2 separate regions of the Gossypium hirsutum genome follow, and region 1 is linked to region 2. The links are chromatin contacts, called in public Hi-C maps. All regions are on one chromosome and are shown on one strand. The core of a region is the stretch at or near the end of the contact, and the rest is flanking DNA. Distances in the headings are between cores, read along the strand shown. Region 1 overlaps LOC107899741 (a long non-coding RNA gene). Region 2 holds the start of LOC107899764 (mitochondrial fission protein ELM1).

Evidence for each region. Hi-C and Micro-C count contacts between places; a contact is called where the count stands out from the background.
Region 1: a Hi-C map of leaf shows a contact between it and region 2, with 3 times the contacts expected there. The contact joins the enhancer-like site here to the promoter of LOC107899764 in region 2. A contact is called at or near these places in 7 of 34 Hi-C or Micro-C datasets (anther, callus, leaf and 1 more).

What each region holds. Positions count from the first base shown.
Region 1 is chrD04:30,213,969-30,217,036 of Gossypium_hirsutum_v2.1, forward strand. It overlaps LOC107899741 (a long non-coding RNA gene), which reads left to right. Exons shown (of 4, transcript XR_001684805.2): 4 at 2,595-3,068. Among protein-coding and RNA genes, the nearest start is that of LOC107899741, 3.7 kb to the left of the region's middle. Within about 2 kb of position 1,818, at least 5 of the 9 cell types and tissues checked have an H3K27ac peak or open chromatin away from gene starts, as enhancers often do. A contact at or near this core is called in leaf, where this site is marked.
Region 2 is chrD04:29,725,929-29,729,106 of Gossypium_hirsutum_v2.1, forward strand. It overlaps LOC107899764 (mitochondrial fission protein ELM1), which reads right to left and starts at 1,750. Exons shown (of 11, transcript XM_016825557.2): 1 at 1,381-1,750; 2 at 1,039-1,201; 3 at 828-894; 4 at 587-683; 5 at 1-67. The coding sequence starts at 1,563.

The DNA.
Region 1 (3,068 bases), core at 568-3,067, 490 kb after region 2:
CACATTGACCAGAGCAGCTCTCATATTCCTTCAATATATCTTTTAAAATCCCAGTTTTACTCTTTATCACTTCTCCAAACAAAATGCAGTCATCCGCAAATAGTAGGTGTGAAATTGCCGGACCTCTTCTACTAGCTTTTACTCCTTTAATCGGACCCTCCCTTGTAGCAATCCTGAGTAAGGCCGAAAGTCCTTCACTACAAATAAGAAAAAGAAAAGGGCTAAGTGGGTCACCTTGTCGAAGTCCTCTGGTAGGTTGAAAATCACTGCCTCTTCTCCCATTAGTAGTTACTACATACGAGACCGTAAAAATACACCTCATGATTAATGACACCCATTCCTCTACAAAGCCCATTCGGATCATAACTTCCTTTAAGAATGCCCATTCAACTCTGTCATAAGCTTTACTCATGTCCAATTTTATTACCATGAGTCCTTTTTTCCCTGTTCTTTTTTGACGAAGAGTATGAAGTAGTTCATAGGCTATCAATATATTATCTGATATTAGTCTTCCTGGGACGAAAGCACTCTGAGCATTATCAATACATCTGCCAATAAACTCTTGAAGACGATTCTCAATTGTTTTGGCTATAATTTTGTATATAACTGTGCATAGGCTGATAGGTCTGAAATGACCAAGATTTGTAGGTTTGGATGTCTTCGGTATAAGTATGATCTCAGTTAGGTTTAAACCTTTAAAATCCTTTCCATTATTCAAAACTCCCAAACAAAAGTCGCCAATATCTTTACCAACTATATGCCAATATTTCTGAAAGAATAATGCCGGGAAACTATCGAATCCTGGTGCTTTAGTAGATCCCATTCCTTTGAGTGCTGCAAAAATTTCTTCTGACAATAAATCTAGGTTGATTTCTGAAGATATACTATTATTGATACCTGTTAAAAGATGGGATAGATCTCCTGCGACATGAGTCGAAAAAAGGTTCTGGAAATAGCTCGTTGCAGTCTTGTTAATTTCTGATTCCTCGTGAATTCCAATTCCATCATCAGTGTCCAACCTGATTATTGTATTAATTCTTTTCCGCATTGAGGCATATTTATGAAAAAATGTTGTATTCTTATCCCCTAACTTAAGCGAATTAGCCTGTGCTCTCTGTTCCCAATACCTTTCCTCTTTATCAATCTCCATATTCAAATGAATTTTCGTATCAATTATTTTTGCCAGTATATCATCATCTCGTTCTTCCACCATTAAATCCTCGAGCTCCTTTGAAAGTTTGGCTGTCAATCCCTTCCGTTCCTTCTTTATTGATTTTGCCCATTTTGAAAGACTGATCTATAGTGTTTCCATCTTTTCAAGAATTGATCCATTTGAAGACTCACATGACTTCTTAATTTCCTCCTCAATTGACTCTTCTGTGGTCCACCATGCTTCAAATTTGAAATTTGAAGTTCCTTTGAATCTACTTTCGTTAGATGTGCTTATTAAAAAGGGACTGATCCGAAAGTGTAGACGTTAAATTGTGTATAATGCCTTCTGGAAAGAGCTCCAACCATTTTTCATTCGTAACACCCCTGTCAATTCTTTCTCTGATATTCGTTTCCTATAAATTTCCTTTTTCCCATGTGTACCATGCTCCAGAGTATCCCACATCTATAAGTTGGCATTCATTTAAAACCTTACGAAACGCTGCCATTCTTTTTTCCTCCCTTGGCAGACCACCTTTTTTCTCAAAAGAATAGGTTATTTCATTAAAGTCTCCACTAAAAAGCCAAGGGTAATTTTGATCCTGTCCCAACAGTCTTAATAGATCCCATGAGGCAATTTTATTTTGTGGCTAAGGTGATCCATAAAACCCTATGAATCTCCATTCTTCATTAACACCTTCTTCTTTAATCAGCACGTCCATATGACTTGTTGAGAGAGTTCTGAGTTTTACCTGAACCTCTTTATGCCATGCTAGGCAAATTCCTCCACGTGAACCTGTTGCTCCTACCTCCAGCCCATTCATAAAGCCACACCTCCTCCTAATTTCCTCCATTCGCTTCTCACTAACTTTAGTCTCCATAAAGAAGACCAACTGGGGATTATTTTGCTTCAGTAAAAATCGAAGTCTTCTCACTGCCCGCGGACTCCCCAATCCACGGACATTCCAGCATATGATTTTCATTGCGTCCGGTCGGCTTGCCATTTGGCAGCCGCCGATATATTCTGTTTGGAAGCATCTGTCAACAAACTAATTTCATCCTCACCCTTTTAGTTGTGTCTTCATGATCATCTTCTATGAGTTCTACCAATTTCCTCTTCTACAATTTACTTCCTTCCTCATATTGTCTCATCCCTTCTACTGGTTCTAATCTTCTCCAAGTGGCTTTCCTGATCGGTCTCATTACTTCTCCATCTGCTTTACTGCTCTCAATTTCTTTTTCATTAATTTCTCCTTCCTTTTGAATCTCTTTTCATTATATAAGTGCTCCCTCTGGTTTTCTTCAGTATTTCCTATATATGAACTTTGTGATTGTAATTTTTTTGATAGGGCATTCAATTTTAGGCTCTCCCTACCAACCAAATTTGACTCTGCTTTTAAAGCCAAGGAGAAAGTTGGGCTCTCTCTAATTGTCCTTTTTTTCAGGAATTATTTCTGTGCATTCATGGAGACCATGTCCCACTCTGCCACACCCGAAGCAAAAAATCGGTAGCTTCTCATACTTGAATGGGATCCAGCATTTATGACCTGTACCAGTTGAAACAAATATGCCCCTGCGAAGGGGTTTTTGCACATTTAATTTTATCCTAAGGCAGCAGAATTCACCCATAATTTCCGAACGAAGTACTCCTCCAAAAGTAACTCCTATAGCATGCAACAGATCTTTTTTTATCAAACTCTGGTAAACATGGCCTAATTTTAACCCAAAACAGGGATGAGTCAAGTCTGATTTGATCTCTTTCCATTGGTTTAATCAAACGTTCAAAAAGAACTAAATGTTTTCTAAACAACCATGGTTGGCCTTCCAAAACAGCTTCCAAGTCTTCCTCTAATTCAAAACTTATTAGAAAGAGATTTTGCCCTGCTGATTGAATCTCAAATTTTTTCTTTGTTTTCCAT
Region 2 (3,178 bases), core at 500-2,999:
GATAATAATCATGCTGAGGAGTAATCACTAAATCAAACCTATTCAGCCGTGACCGTGGATGTTGTATCTGAAAATTGAATCAAAGAAAAATATATATAAAACCACAAATTGCAGTATGTGCATCTAAAAAGAAAAAAGTTTAACAGTATATATTAAATGTGGACAAATGGAGAAAAGACACAAAATGTAAATAAGTGATAATAATGTAATAAATGTAAGACAAACAGAGAAATGTAAAAAAAAAAAAAAAAAAACATATGATTACCGGCATAATGAATAAACAATTTCAGGCCATTTTCTTGGATTTTTTTCTTATGAGAAATATAAAAGCCAATATGTATCTGAAAAGAAATATATAAAAGGTTAAACATTCTGACCACCTTTTAAAGGTTGAACATTCTGACCACCTTTTAAACTTTTAACCTACTGTGAAATCACCCAGGTCTACAAAGTCGAAACAGTTGAATAACTTCAAAGGAAACATACAAATTGCCTTGTATATCAAGCACCTAGTGGGAACTCTAATACAAAATCTCATTCAAATATAAACAAAGAGGAAAAGAGAATTAAAAAAAAAAGGTTTAACCTGAACAAGAAAAACATTTTCTGTGGCTAACCGTTTAATGGAGCTCGCAACAGAAATTGTATCCCGACCAGACGCTATGACCAACAGAGGGCCCTCCCTAATAGAGTAAAAAAAAATAAGAAAATAATCACAAGAGAAAGAACTGCCACTAGAAGCTAAATCACATAGCTTCAACGTCAAGTGTCACATTGTGCAACAAAAAGTAGTAGCAAACAAAGAAATTCAAGTTGGAAGAATATACTTCTCAAATGTATCCCGTGCCATCATTGCAATTTGTTTTGCATCAGCTTCTATTACACTGGACAGCCCTGTAGTTCTCATATGAATTTTGATTTTTTTTTGGGGGGGGGTACAAAAAAAAAGGACAAATCAAAGACTTCTTCAACATAAAAGGGTGCCATCTTTGGTACTGCAATATGAAACCATATAATTTGAGAGCTGAAAACAGATACCAGTTTTTTCAACTGCAAAAGGAACCACTTTACTCCATCTAGCTTCCCCTTGAACTCCTGAATAGATGCAAATTTGCCTTATAACATAATCCAATTTTTTATGAAGAGAAACCGGAAGCCAATGTAGCCACTTATTGATTCCTCCTCTTGGCCTTGTAACACGCTGCATAATAGATTAAACAAATACTATATAAATAATAACAAATCAAAATTTCCCATTCCTTACAAATAGCTGTATTTCGATTTGAATCTTGGGACATGTAAAAGACACACAATAATTAGATTAAAAGAACTGAGTTTTGAAATGAACGGTCAAAAAGGAAGATATAAAGAGAAGCTTACATATAAAGTAAGACAACCCGAGAGGCCTAAAGCCCGAACCAAACCGATGCATTGATTCTCAGCTCCCGAGAAGCCATTTCCTATCACAACAACCCGTTTGATTATCCCATAAATCCCGGCTTCGAACACCTCCGCCGCGCTCCTCCGTCCTATGGGCGGTTCAGGAAGCCTTATGGGTCTCATGAGCCACCTCTGGAATAACCCAGTCACTTGTTACTTGATGAAGATCGATTGTCCTTTTAAGGAAACAGCGAAACGAGTCGAATTGTTAGTATTGTTGTTTGAATATTAAAACGGGCCCAAGAAAAGGCCACTATAGAACAATAAAGTCTTGGTGGACTTTTTTGAACAATAAAGGTCATTATATTTGGGTTTATAATCTTTTTAGCTTTCTTTTTCTATTGTTCTTTTACTGGGTTTTTCAGCTATATTACACGCATGCACAGAGAATAAACTTGGCCAGTATGGATTGATTTTTATAAATCTAGCCATTATATTTCATATTATTTATGTAAATTGTGCCTATTAAATATGGAATAAATTAAAATTATATAATTATTTATTTTATGTAAAAGAAAATTTTCGATCATTAAATATATATTAATGTAGACAGTATTTTAAATTAATATCATAAAAATATTAGATCAATTTAAAATTTTATATGCATGATAAGTATATATATATATAACAACTGTAAAAACATGATTGATTCAAAAGCCCAAGGCCAACGAGGTAGTGGGGAAGTTAGGGATTGGCAGGTCCTGTTCCTCTTAAATGGAAAAATTTTCATTTAAGCTCTTTATAATAAAATTATATTTTGCCCCTCCCAAAATGATAAAAAATGATTTAGTCATTTAAAATTATAAAGCTATAGGTTATTAAAATAGTGAAATTGCATTTTTACTATTTAAAAAAAATGCAATTTAATTCCACCCCACTAACAAAAATTCTAGCTTCTCTCTTGCAATGAGACATATACGATGGCCCAAAAACAATAGTACACAACAATTTCATTTACAAAAACAACAAAGAAACTGTACGAAACCGATATGAGAACCACAACCAACAACAATGTAAAATGAAGATTTATGACTGGACCATAAGGATTTAAACTTAACGTCTTGTATTGACTTGGTCCCAGCCTCTAGTAGCCTTTTAGTGCATTCATAGTGTTTGGGTATGATATTTTAGAAGGATAAGTCGCAAATGGGATAAAACATTTATAAGAAAATAAAATTGTAAAGACAACCAAGGAACATCCATCATCTTAAACAAAAAATAATTAAGTTTGAGGCAAAAGTGATCTCAGTCTAGAACACATGCCCATTGGCCTTACAATCATTTTAAGGACTGTCTATTTGCTTTATGCATTATAAAATTAAACGTTAAAAATTATTTGAGAAAAAATCAAGAAAAAGGAACATAGGAAAAATCAAACCCCTAATATGATATTAAAATAACTAAGAGAAATCAAGAAAAGGAAGAAAAATGAACAAGAAAAACTCAAACAAAGTTTTGCTTCTTATACAAAAAGGGAATAAGGAGATCATATAAAGGAAATGCTTAGTAAAAAAAAATTCAATCTTAATAAATATTGAAATTTTAGTTGTTGTGGTGAGAAATAAATTGTGCCACATTATTAGGTATTATATATTTATGACGAATCAAATAACGGAAGATGATGATGGTGTATAGCAATTCACCTAACTTAAGGTTAGGTGGAGAGCTATTGTGCAAGGTGGTCAGAGCTTGGTTGGAATATGGCTGATGAGAGGGAGAGAAAGACTATTGAAAGAGG